Linked DNA regions of Bicyclus anynana: region 1 is linked to region 2. Evidence: chromatin contacts called from public Hi-C data. All regions are on one chromosome and are shown on one strand. Each heading gives the region's core, a stretch centred on a gene start, on an enhancer-like site or on the middle of the called end of the contact. The rest is flanking DNA. Distances are from core to core; before and after follow the strand shown.

What was found. A called contact is a pair of places that touch in the nucleus more often than the background predicts.
Region 1: a contact with region 2 is called in a Hi-C map of whole larva, with 5 times the contacts expected there. The contact joins two enhancer-like sites. A contact is called at or near these places in 2 of 2 Hi-C or Micro-C datasets (whole body and whole larva).

Annotation. Positions count from the first base shown.
Region 1 is chr12:7,178,036-7,184,434 of ilBicAnyn1.1, forward strand. It overlaps LOC112042839, which reads right to left. Exons shown (of 6, transcript XM_024078008.2): 2 at 4,304-4,357. Among protein-coding and RNA genes, the nearest start is that of LOC112042839, 130 kb to the right of the region's middle. Within about 2 kb of position 4,061, at least 8 of the 8 cell types and tissues checked have open chromatin away from gene starts, as enhancers often do.
Region 2 is chr12:7,083,093-7,089,889 of ilBicAnyn1.1, forward strand. It overlaps LOC112042839, which reads right to left. Exons shown (of 6, transcript XM_024078008.2): 5 at 1,707-1,869; 6 at 1-562. The coding sequence ends at 398. Among protein-coding and RNA genes, the nearest start is that of LOC112047940, 56 kb to the left of the region's middle. Within about 2 kb of position 2,284, at least 8 of the 8 cell types and tissues checked have open chromatin away from gene starts, as enhancers often do.

The DNA.
Region 1 (6,399 bases), core at 2,811-5,310, 97 kb after region 2:
AATTATAAAATATTAGGATCAATTGGTAAAATAATTCCATGGTTTGTTTTCAATGTTTTTTTTCATTCTATAACAATTGCATACATATATGTATAGAAGATACATTAAGAAAAAAATAGGTGATTCTAAAATTGAAAGACAATGAAAAAATTATACGCAAAATATTAACGGTCTTTTAGAAAATAATTTATCAAAACAATCTTCAAACATGCCAAATAGTAATTTTTAAATTTTATCAAAATCTGAATATCATCTCACCCTTGTGACATAGGTTTGATATGGTATTCAGATTTCAGTGTTGGTTTACAATTTTGATAATTAATTTAAAATACAGGATGTCCCGTAATTAATGGATTAGTAGAAAAAGGAACGTACCTAAAAGCAACAAAAGTGATCGTAGGAACCAGTGGCGAAGAATATAGTTTTGACGACAGTAAGCCGTCCCAAAGAAAGGAAATTCATAGCGCTTGATACAAACTCTGGTTCCTCATACATCCACACATGGATACATCCATACATCCGCTGGTAGGTACTTAATTATTTTACATTCCATTTTTTCTTTTTTCAATCCTTAGTTACACGTATCAACCCTACAGTAAACAAATAAGGGGTATAAAATTATGTGGTAGGATCGTAATATTGTGGTCGGGCGAAGAATTCGAAACCTTATAAGGGAAAAAGATCAATTTTCATGTAAGCGATCACTGTTGCAATATAAATTGTAAAACTCCTGTGGTAAGGTACTTTCAACCCGTTACCGACACTATAAAAAAGGGATTCAATCTTAGAATTCCAGGAATTTGGGTTTTTCTTGCGAATGCCTAAGCGTAACAGGTAAATAAAATTTAATCGTTATTTTAAAATAAGTATATAATATGTTTTCTCAAATACTTATTTACACCACACAAACTAACTTTTTTATTTTTTTTTTGTTTGACCAGCCTATTATCTGTAACGGCTGAATCGACTTTCGACGAAAGATACAGGATTCAAATTGCAAACTGAGCAATTTCTAGGCTACTTTTCATCCCTGAAAATGCCATGGTGCCGCTGTATTTGTGTGATTCTATAAAAAAAGGTAAAAAACCTAAACAAACATTAGGTACAAGAGAAACAGGAATTGCACAATACTTCACCCTTACGGTTACACATAGATACGTGATAGATATGACCTCTGCCTCTGATTCCGGAAGGTGTGGGTTCGAATCCGTTCCGGGGCATTCACCTCTAACTTTTCAGTTGTGTGCATTTTCAGAAATTAAATATCACGTGTATCAAACGGTGAAGGAAAACATTGAGAGGAAACCTGCATACAAGAGAATTTTCTTGATTCTCTGCGTGTGTGAAGTCTGCCTAATCCCTCTCATTCTGAGAGGAGACTCGAGCTCGGCTGTGAGCCGAATATGGGTTGATAATGATGACACACTTACGGTAAAACCTATGTAAATGTTTTTAGTAGGTAAGTCATAATATTAAAGATTAGACTCTTTAATATATAACTGACTCGTAATATGCTAATGGGTGGTAGTAATAAAAAAAACTGGAAGTGCAGGTATTACCTACGCCAGTACCAAAAATCTGACGTAAAAACCGAATGATGTCATATAAAAACGTCTCAAGTAATGGGTTTACATTGTACCTATAGTAATTTCTGTTTTAGGAAGGCTTCCGTGGCGCAGTGGTATGCGCGGTGGATTAAAAGACGTAGGTCCTTCGTTCAATCCCTGGCTGGAGGGAGGCTTCGGCCATGGCTAGCCTACCCTACCGGCAAAGCCGCCAAGCGATGTATCGTTCCGGTACGATGTCGTGTTGAAAAAAAGGATCCTCCTCCTCACAAGTATGCCCGCTTCCGTCTTAGATTGCATGATCACTTACCATCAGGTGAGAGAATAAAAAAGGGTTAATCAATGAAGCCTCAATATCTCAACGGTAAAGGGGTCGAACTCATTATCGAGGGGTCGTGGTTCGATCCCCGCCCGTTAAATGTCCACCACGCTGGCCCAATGCGGATTGGCAGACTCACGCACGCAGAGAATTAAGAAAATTCTCTGGTATGCAGGTTTCCTCATGATGTTTTTCCTTCACCATTTGAGACACGTGATATTTAATTTGTTAAAATGCACATAACTGAAAGTTGGTGGTGCATGTCCCAGACCGGATTCGAACCCACACCCTCCGGAAACGGAGGCAGAGCTCATATCAACTGGGCTATAATGGCTCTGTGCATCATAGTGCATACTTTAGTTAAAAACTCTGTGCACGTCTCTGGTAAGTACGGTACGGTACGTACGATAAACCAATTATGGTGGCTTTGTATTTAGAGCCTTAGAGAACTTATAGTTAAATCATCATTTCGTTCGTCCATCACCGAGAGGTCATGGTTCGATCCCCGTCCGCTGGACATAAACTAAAAGATGCAAATGCTAAGATAAGATTGCCAACCATTCTACCAGATAGGTAGCTGTACTATCTAATAGTAAAAAGTAGAAGAAGAAATACTTTATTGCACACAAAAATACAATTATAAATTAAAAAGATAAATTAAACTTAGCATGCATAGGCGGCCTTATTACTAAAAGTAATCTCTACCAGGCAACCCCTGACGAGAAAACTTGTTGCCAGGTAGCTGTACTATCTAATAGTAAAAAGTTGCCAGCTTTAGGAAACAAAACAAATACACGTACTCGTAGATGAGTAGGTCCTACACCACAGAAAACATAATATGTACAAGTACCTATACCACAGAAAACATATTATGTACAAGTACCTATACCACAGAAAACATAATATGTACAAGTACCTATACCAAGTACCTACTTGTACATATGTTTTCTGTTTTTTTAATAGGTATTAGGTACCCATTATTATCAATCTACATTTATATTGTTTTATTTATTTATTTATTTGGTCCAGAAAATACAAACACAAGCACACACTCTGTACACTCTTTGAGTAGACACGGCATGCTTAGGTATTTCCGTAATATTAAAATCTGTTTACAGTTTACACTTAACCAAAATAAAATCATTTTACAACTACGAGAACCTACTATTTGAGTGTTTATATAATAATTTTTATAAGGATAGACGTATAATTGTTAAGGAAACGCCATGAGAGTAAATTGCAGGTATTATAGTTAGGTATTTACTTGTTTACACCTGACACGTTTTAATGCACATTTTTACAGTCTAGATTGCAAAAAAATATCGAAATAAATTTTAATTAAAAAGCCTTGCGTGGGTAGGTAGGCATAGGGCGACAACCTTATCGTTTTGTTTATTTTGCAGTATTTTCTTTTAATAAGACGGCCTCCGAGGCGCAGTGGTATGCGCTATGGACTTACAAGACGGAGGTCCTGGGTTTAATCCCCGGCTGGGCTGCGTTCTGGCTGATGGGAGGCTTCGGCCGTGGCTAGTTACCACCCTACCGGCAAAGATGTACCGTCAAGCGATCTAGCGTGCATTTTCATCCTCCTTAACAGGTTAGGCCGCTTTCATCTTAGATTGCATCATCACTTACCATCAGGTGAAATTGTAGCCAAGGGAAAAAATAATAAAAGTAAAAAATAAAAATAACAAAAAATCTTTCTACATCGCTCTGGGATCTTACTCAATATTATCCGTTATGATGACGAACCACCATAGAAATCGAATTGCAAATTTAGGACGTCATTAATTAACAGCATCTGATTTATGTACGATTGCACACCTGAATACGTACTCAGCTCAGGTTACGTGATAATTATACCTATAAACGTAAGGACTTACGTAGGTACACCATTATACCTATATTCAAAATTGTAACGGAATAAGCTTGGATCAATCGACGGCAGTGTTAAGGCAGCCAGATACCTCGAAAGTTGAACCCTTGTATTGGATTAAAATCATAAATAAATACTTTCAAACTTTTTACATCCATGAATGATCAAAGAGAAAAAAGCTGTTAATGTTATACTTTTGGAAAAATACCTATTAGCGCCATCTATGAACTAGTATTTAAGATATAACTATATAAAATAGCGACACCTAGTATTCATTCCATAAACGACGACGAACGAGGAAAAGGTGAGTTATTGTGGCGCTGAATCCTTTATAACGTAGTTTACTGTGTTTTGCACAGATGGCGTTGATAACGTAGTTCATCAGGTGTCAAATAGATGGCGCTTTATATTGTTGTATTATTGTTAGTATTTAATACTAGATGGCGCTTATTTTAGTACTTATTTTATTTTTAGCATAGTTTTTAGCAATAAAACTAGAAAAGATTATTTAATTACAGTTTTAAATAAATACTTATTGCTTACCAGTATCGTTGAGTAAACCGTGAATATCTGTCGTCGACCCATCGGCCGACATTGCTGTAACAAAGAAAATATTTATTTTTTAATGGTGTAAGTGTGTATGGAAAACTGGTTTACGTATTTTAAATTGTAACTGTAAGGTTTAATTTTACCTCTCTAAGTATCATAATCTTTATTTATAATAGTAACCTACAATGTCAAAAGCCACGTTATTTATGAGTATCATAGGCTATATATTTTATCCCCGTATTTTCACGGGAACGCGGTCTACAAGGGCAAAACCGTAAGGCCTATGCACAAAATATAACAATCAGACGCTGTCTATTTTTATAAAAAAAACACCATCCTTTCCGTTGCTGGGTTTTTAAATACATAATCATAATATAATAAGGAATTCAAAATACGGGTCTTATTTATGCCTTAAGGTATTTCTTTCCACTTTACACAAAAAATCTAATTAATTTTTTCATGCAATAACATTAAACAATGTCAGAATGATGATTTTAAAAGAGAAACTCCATAGAAACTGCCTTCCTATTTGGTGGTAGTCTTTACAAATTGTCTAACTTAGTGTTTCAAAAGACTTTCTACTTGAAAAAAAAAAAATCATTTCCTTTTCAGCTTTAACCAGATTACAATCGCCATGTGGATCCACATCTGCAGGGTTATTATGTAACTCGGTGTACCATTCTAGTAATCAGTCACTACATAGTTTTTCATCATATTTTCGTATAAGCAATAATCTAACATCGTATTTTCAACTAAACGACATAAGTATCTTCATTTTACGTAAAGTGACAGTATTATTTAAGTGGCAGTAGCAATTAGTAAGATTATTTCAACGAAAAACTGTTATTTACGTATTTTCGTTGAAATAACCATGTTAGATAATCGTTAAAACAAAAACATCGCTGCCATTTGATGTAAAATGACGTAGTCAAAATAATTTCGTTGAAATAACTGTGTTAGATTATAACAATTACGAAAATACGATGAAAAACGATGTACCTATTGACTTATTAGTTGAATGGTACCTACACTGAGTTACATAATTACCCTACAACTATTAATAAAAGTTTATTACTGGCAAATCATTTATTTTCATGGTGTAAGGAATTGTAAGCCCCTCAAGCGTGACCTGCCCATCATCTTGCATGTTACGGTCAGTTTAACTTTGGGTAGGTATAAATAAATGAATACCTACTTAAGGTGGATAGTTATGGGAAAAGATTACTAGGTATGACCAGTATCTACTTGTAAGAAAATGGTTTTGTCATCTTAAGTAACTTTGCTCGTTTATTTCGTTACTAGTAAAACTTCGCAGTTCTGCGGGATTTGTAAAAAACAGAATTTAACGCAAATGGAGACGCGGGCCTTCGCAAGTGTTTCATGAGAATGTGTCGGCACTTATGCAGGTTGATAAAGTTCTATAGTTTCTAGATTCAATAATAACGCGTGATTCTGTTTATTCATTATGTAATGGTCAATTCCGTCATGACCGCGGATGAAGGCCGAGCCAGCGGAGCGTGACAACTGGTGACACGGCATCTGTCAGCCAATGAGGCTGTAGACCGGTTCATCTGATCTATTGCTGACAAATAAGATAAGAATACTTTAGTCGATTAATGAGGAACCTCAAAATGCTTTTTATTAGGGTGGCCGCTCATTGACATTTTTTTGTTGGCCGATAGTTGGACGACTTTTTAATGGTGCGTGATTTAGTTGGCGGGCTGTCATACATCGATATACCTGTTCTATAATCGGCCGACTAAGTCGGCCAACTAAAAGTTGTAAGTGAGCGGGGGCTCCTAATGATTGGACGGAGGAGATCATTCATCATCATTAAGAAGCCATATTCGGCTTCGAGCACGAGTCTCCTTTCAGAATGAGAGAGTTTAGGCTAAGAATCCACTATAGGCTGGCTTCAGACTTCACATACGTAGACTACGAAGAGAATTAAGAAAATTCTCAGATGTACCTACAAAGCTTGTTAAATATGGCGAAGTACCGAACACGATTACTTACTGAAGAAAACTTTCCTCACAATGTTTTTCCATCGCCGTTAGAGAGACACGTGATATTTTAATTTGATAATTCCG
Region 2 (6,797 bases), core at 1,034-3,533:
AGTATGCGCGACCGCATTTTCCTAATTCCATTCGTAACTTTAAATTAATAATTAAACTAATTCATTTGACTATCACTCAACATTCAAATATCAATAACGGAACAGCAATCAAACTTCAGTGTTCTAATACTTATTAATACATCTAGGCTTAAAATCACAAAGTATTGAATGAAAGTTTAAATATTGGTCATAAAAGTTAATTGGTCGAAAGATATGCTGAAAGATATAGACGACATAATGTACATAGATGCTTTTTGATATTCGAATACAGATATGGTTTTTAAAAATAAGATATGATTTTTAAATTACAACCGTGAATCTCTCGGTTTAAGTCTATATTAACTAAGCAAAGAAGATTCCTGCTTCTCATGCCGTTATCGTCGTAAACAGAAGGTGGTTAGTACACATATATTTGCTTGAGTTGAGGTTTGAGCTCAGGCGGGATTGTGTACACTTCTTGCTCTGGCTTCTTATTGACGAGTCGCTTCCAACGACCGCCAATGTTCTTTCGTAAGCTGCGAAAGCTCGCTCGCTCATTGCCTAGGGGCTGCAACATATTGTCCTGTAAACAATAAAAATTAACAGTTAGTTGATTTCGTTCTTGTAAAGACAGTTTTTGGAACATCTTTATAAGCCACCTAAATGCATTGTACGTTCTTTGAAAATGCCATTCACACCTATTGAAATAAGACCCGTAAAAAAATTCCGTTATCGTCCTCAATGCTGGTTGTATTCAAAATAAGTGCATTTGCACTGCTTCGTAACTGACTTCCAGTTACACAATGCTCTTAAGTTATTTTAAGCCTCGGTTGCTATCCAAACGTTGAAAGAAGGTCGTTCGTCGAACGTTAAATATTATTACTAACAACGACGCGGGAACTTTTGTAACTGTCGTTTCTCTTAACGTACTCGCTTGGCATTATAATATTATCTTTTGTTTAATATTTCTATAGAGGTTCTAAGGAGGCAACAATGACAACGGGCCCTGTAGCTATACCAGAAGCAACAACGCTACCTACTGTCTACAAAAGTCTAGGAAGACATTATGTATTGAGCATTGAAGCTACAAATATAAGACGAGCCTTGAATTCAAAGGCAGTAGGCACATTAGCATTCTTTACTTCCTGGTACAGTCACGATATAGGTGGCCATACTCATACTCAAACGTTTAATAAACATAGGTTAAACACGTGCAATGAATTGTTTACGTAAACCTCTGGAAGCATTAACTAGACCGTGATATTAAGGTTAAAACATTTACGAGACTGCAATTTTAAGAGCTCAACACTGCATTAGCCTCCTTTGTTCGTTTAAGAAAGAAGGTCGAACGGTTACAACATGTTCGCCTTGCACAGCTTTCTACTCAGTGAGCGTGTTCCGACATTTAAATTTATTTTGCGCTTAGATATCGTCACTTAAGCCAACTCTCTCCAATGTGGAGGGGACTGCACTTTAAGCGTCGCGTTTCTTTTCATAATGCTCACTTTCCTTAATACCTACTAACAATGTTTTGGCTACAGAACGAATTAATGCCACAATATTGCACATGTTATGAGAATCATATTCAGGTCAAGACTATCAGCTGTGGCGGGATTGTAACGTTTTCTATTAATATGGTACACTACTGCCAACATTTATTATTTTTTTGTAGCGTCTAGACTTGATTTTGAATTTTCTTAATTTAGTTCATAATGGACTGTACGAACCTGATCGTGAGAATAGACGTAAGGCGGGGGCAGCGGCGGTGGGAACTGCCACAAGGGCTGCTGACGGAAGGCAAGAGGCTCGGGCGGTGGCTGCGGCGCTGCCTGGAGCACTGCCTCGGCCGGGTGCACCGAAGCCGAGTGCTCCTCGCGCTTGCGCAGCTTGCTGTGGACGATGCGAATCGCCATCATAGTGCCGTTGTTTCCGACCATGGTTGTAAAGGGTCCTTCGACGCAAGAACAACTAAACACACTGGGTTGGATCACAGGTAAATAGTTCCAGTCGGGCAGTCACAACATATCCAATTCACAATTTCACTCACAGCCGTATTGCGGTCTAAACGCGTATAACTAATAACTAATTAAAATAAATTATCACAATTATTTTGTAAGTAGAGCTATTGCACATATCACTGCTCGTATAGGAACGCGCGGTAGACCGCGTTATGCGAGCTTCAGCTGCGCCAGCGGGTGACTAGAATGTTATCGTGAAGATTGGCCGGCAGGTGCCTAGCAAAGCGCTCGCTCGTGCCAAACGACCTCTACGGAGTACTCCATGCGTCTGAGTTGAAGTGGAGGGGCGCGGATGGCTTTTATATGCTCGCGTCTGACGCGGCGCTAGTGCGGCGGGGGGTGGGAGGAGAGGGGCCGACGATGTGGTCGTTTTCCATGAAAAACTACAATGATTGCGATACCATTGCCGCTCTCATGTCGAATCGTCACGATAATGACGCACCAAACGGACTAACCGGCTTGGTATATCCCTGCTGCCCGAGCTATAAATTTAATTCTGACGTTTTTCTTATACCCAGATTTCCAAATCTAGTTTAATGACGACTGTGAGTGAAATCGGAACGTTAACACCAATATCCAGTATCTGTATTATTCTTGCGTTGAAGGTTTATCTTATAAACTAGATAGATAGTTACCAAACATGACATAAATACTAGATAAACACGTTGATATTAGAAATAAGTGCATTGGTATAGTACTAGATAAAACAAAAGTATCGATCAAAAAATTATTGCACTTTATCTACGCAAGAGATTAGAGCTTCCTAGAAAATGTAGCCATTATGTAGCCATAAGTAAACAGTGAACACGCCTCCTATACTGGCATAGTTTTTGCAGCAACTGATAACAGACCCGTATTGATTCCACTGATAGTAACAAATCTGAGGGAGACATTTCACCATCAGCCGAGTTCAAAGTCCATAAAATACAAACGCAAAGCCGCGTATACATTTAACACAGCTGGTTCTATGGATAAAGTAAACGCAATAGTCACAAATATTGCATCTCTTTCTATCGAGCTCGTAAGCATGGGGTATAAACAAGGAGGTGTGTGTTTAATGCTTTCTACTTAAAAAGGTAAAGTAGGGCTACAGGGTAAGGGAGACCGGGAAGGTGCATTGCCCTTAGTCCGTTCCTAACACAAGTATGCCTTCGGGGCTTTGACTCGAATGTGGGATAAAAAACACAGGTAGTTTAGCCATTATAAGATGTTACCCTTGAGAACCGTCTAGAGGATACCGTCAATGTCGGCAGATATTCAACAGAAACCTCTTTATTTCGCGAAAGTAATAAATCGATATTATCGATATTCCTAATAACTGTAAAGTTGCAATATTTGTGATTTTTAATAGTTAAACTAACTAATAGTAATAATGTTATGCTATTTTCCTCTAAACTGACTGTACTAAATGAAACTGTTAGAATGTTGTGCATGTTACTGGCATGTAATTTAAAAGACATTAACTCCACAATGTTAAATTAAGTATAGAATCAGTAATAACAAAAACTAAACCTGATCAAGTTGTAGACATCTTCTAAAAATTTCTTGTTCATTATTAATCTGCCTGTCTAGATGTGAGATACCTAATTTTGAAAAACCAATTATTAGGATCGATTATAAAGGGATTTGAATATAAAGCGACTGCCTTTCACATGGGTAGCTTAATTAATCAGATATCTAACTTTGAATCTTATATATCGCACACAGTAGAAACTAAAGTAGAAATATACTTTGATCTACGTAATTGAAGTCATGGGCGATATCAATATTACATTAGGCGTCTGACGCAAAGTTCACACGTGCGAAGCCAATTACTTATACCAGTTCTTTTATACTTTTGTAAAGATTTCGAATGACTTATTCAGAATTAAATGATTCATTAAATTTTAATGTGTATTCGAATTTTAAATTAAATCTATTAAAATTAATTTACCAAGCTCCAGCGGTTTGTATAACAAGCAATGTGTAAAATGACTATTGTTTTAAGATTTCGTGAGAAAACTTTTTGCTCACCTTTGCATGTGATTTCCAAAAAAAATAGGTAAAACTAGTTTGTAATACAAAGCAGGGTTTTGAAATAATAAATCATTTAAACGATCCTACGTCAACGCATCTCAGCGATTTATATTCGTCAATGACGGGATTTTTAATGTTCCAGAATAAAAAGAAGAATCATATCTTTTTTATTCTACTTAAGAGGGACTATCTCTGTTGAAAGAGTCTAAAAATAATAACAAACCACCACATAACGGTTAAACCTATAATTTGATAAACTGAAACAGAGCGATAGAAAAAAATATAACGACAGTGCTTCATCTGTTTTAAAAACCTACTCAAGTATATGGTATACAAATAATTATAGAATTAATGTACATATTAAATGATGCTCAATAATTAAGAAGATATAACATTAAGACTGCCTTTGACAATGCAGGTAGTATGGTAATGCATGGTAGGTACTGTACTTAGGAGAGAGAGTCGTGATAGCCCAGTGGATATGACCTCTGCCTCCGATTTCGGAGGGTGTGGGTTCGAATCCGGTCCGGGGCATGCACCTCCAACTTGTCAGTTGTTGTGCATTTTAAGAAATTAAATATCACGTGTCTTAATCGGTGAAGGAAAACATCGTGAGGAAACCTGCATACCAGAGAATTATCTTAATTCTCTGCGTGTGTGAAGTCTGCCAATCCGCATTGGGCCAGCGTGGTGGACTATTGGCCTTACCCCTCTCATTCTGAGAGGAGACTCGAGCTCAGCAGTGAGCCGAATATGGGTTGATGACGACGACTTAGGTACTTATAATATGAAAAACGCCTGAAGTAATATAAAAATTAAAAACTTTCTGATTATTATTTATTAGTTTCAAGTCAAGCATTGACGTCAAAATAAAAAAAGTTAAATATGATGACAATAGGGAGAATTTGATAAATAGTGTAATGGATGTGCAATGATTACGATCAATCGTCATTTAATAGAACATGATATTAGTCGATAACTTGAATGATCAATTTAATACTCTTTTTGATATAATCGATTAACAATCGAGTGAAACCTATAGAATAGTGTTTTGAACAACTACAGTTTTGGTTGTGTTGAAAAAAAAAACAGGAGTACCACTAACAGCGGAAACAAATAACGGTTTTTATAAAATGCCATATACGAGATACTTTGCCTTTGCTTTTTGTTTAAAAATAGTATAGTTTCTAAATTGGCTCAATTTTTCTTGCTTTGCTTTTTTGCTAACATTTTTTTCATCCCACTTTGTAAATGTATTGTCACTTAGCATCAGTTGTTGCAACATGTCGTCGGAAAAAATACTTGATACTTGAACATCTGTTAAAAAGAGTTGTTGTTTAGCAGTTGTTGAAGCAGTTTTTACACTTTACAATTGCATCATTATAAATCCATTAGGCATGTGCCCAATTTAATAGCTATTCCAATTTTTGCATCTCAACATAATTACAAACTATTTTGGCGAAAATGACAATGACTTATTTATTGAGTTAAATACTCATTATAAGAAAAAGATTTATTAACACCATTTAAGTACTTGCACAATTGAATAATGTTAATATGTCAGAATTTGTGTTTTTTGTGACTGAAATACAAAATTTATTTTTAAAATGTAGAAAATGACTTTCTCGGTAAAACGATAGGTAATGTATTTTGATTTGAAATTGAATAAATTAATTAACATTACAATGTAAAACACACATTATTTAATAGTTTATTTCATTTCAAAATCGAAAATTGAGTCAAGTACACTAAAATACTATTTAAATTCAAAAAAGTCTACTTTATATTTATACTTAGAGAGATTGTGAAAACATCGATATTCATAAATCGTACGCTGCATAAAATGTCGTGCTTTTTTTCTTTATGATGGGTTTTTTTTTTGATGATTTTAATTAATTTTGAATATCATAGAAAAAAATGGTAGAATTTTACACTATTTAACAAGCGGCATCTACTAAATACATACATATAAGTGTGTGTAATAGGTTCCGTTTGTTCATACACTGGTATCTTTTATCTCTGGTATTTCTCTGGTCTGGATGGGTGTGTTTACAGAGCAGTCATGGCTGTGTTTACGAACGTGTCGGCAGCGGTTATATAAACGGTCGAGGCAAAGCAATCAACTGATACAAGGAGAGCCTGTGGTCGCCAGACCTACTTTATCGCATATACTTATTAAAAGCATTTACTGATAAAATTTCTTATTCCTGATAGTGTAAGTGCTGTAGGCTCCTTCATGGGACCTCAGCGGTGTTACTGAGGGGAGCGCAGAAGCACAGCCTGGTGGGGCCCGAAGCCAGAAGCAGAGTAGAATGGCGGGACGACTCTCTAAGGGCCTTTCCTCTGAGACTCAGACCTGGCTTAGAGGGCCGTTCGGGAATAGCGTTTTGATCTGAGTGTATCAGTTCAGGCGCCCCCGAGATCGTGAGTTTCCCACGTCTGGGTGAAGTCAGATATCGGGGACCTCGTCTTTGCCTCGTGTAGATTGTGTTTGTGTTGCCTGGGAAGCATTGTCGTTCGTTATGTCATCGTCAGGATCGTAAAGGACGTTTTTTGGGCGTCTAGATCTACAATCTACTAATACAGGGCGCTGGGGAGTATTTCCCGTAACTTCAAGGTGTTGATGAGTCCACTTATAGAAACCCGAACTTAAGCCAAACATCTACCAGAATGAGAGGGGTTAGGCTAATAGTCTACCACACTAGCCCAATACGGATTGGCAGACTTCATAAACGTAGAAAATTAAGAAAATTCTTCGGTATGCAGGTTCCTTTAATTTCAGAC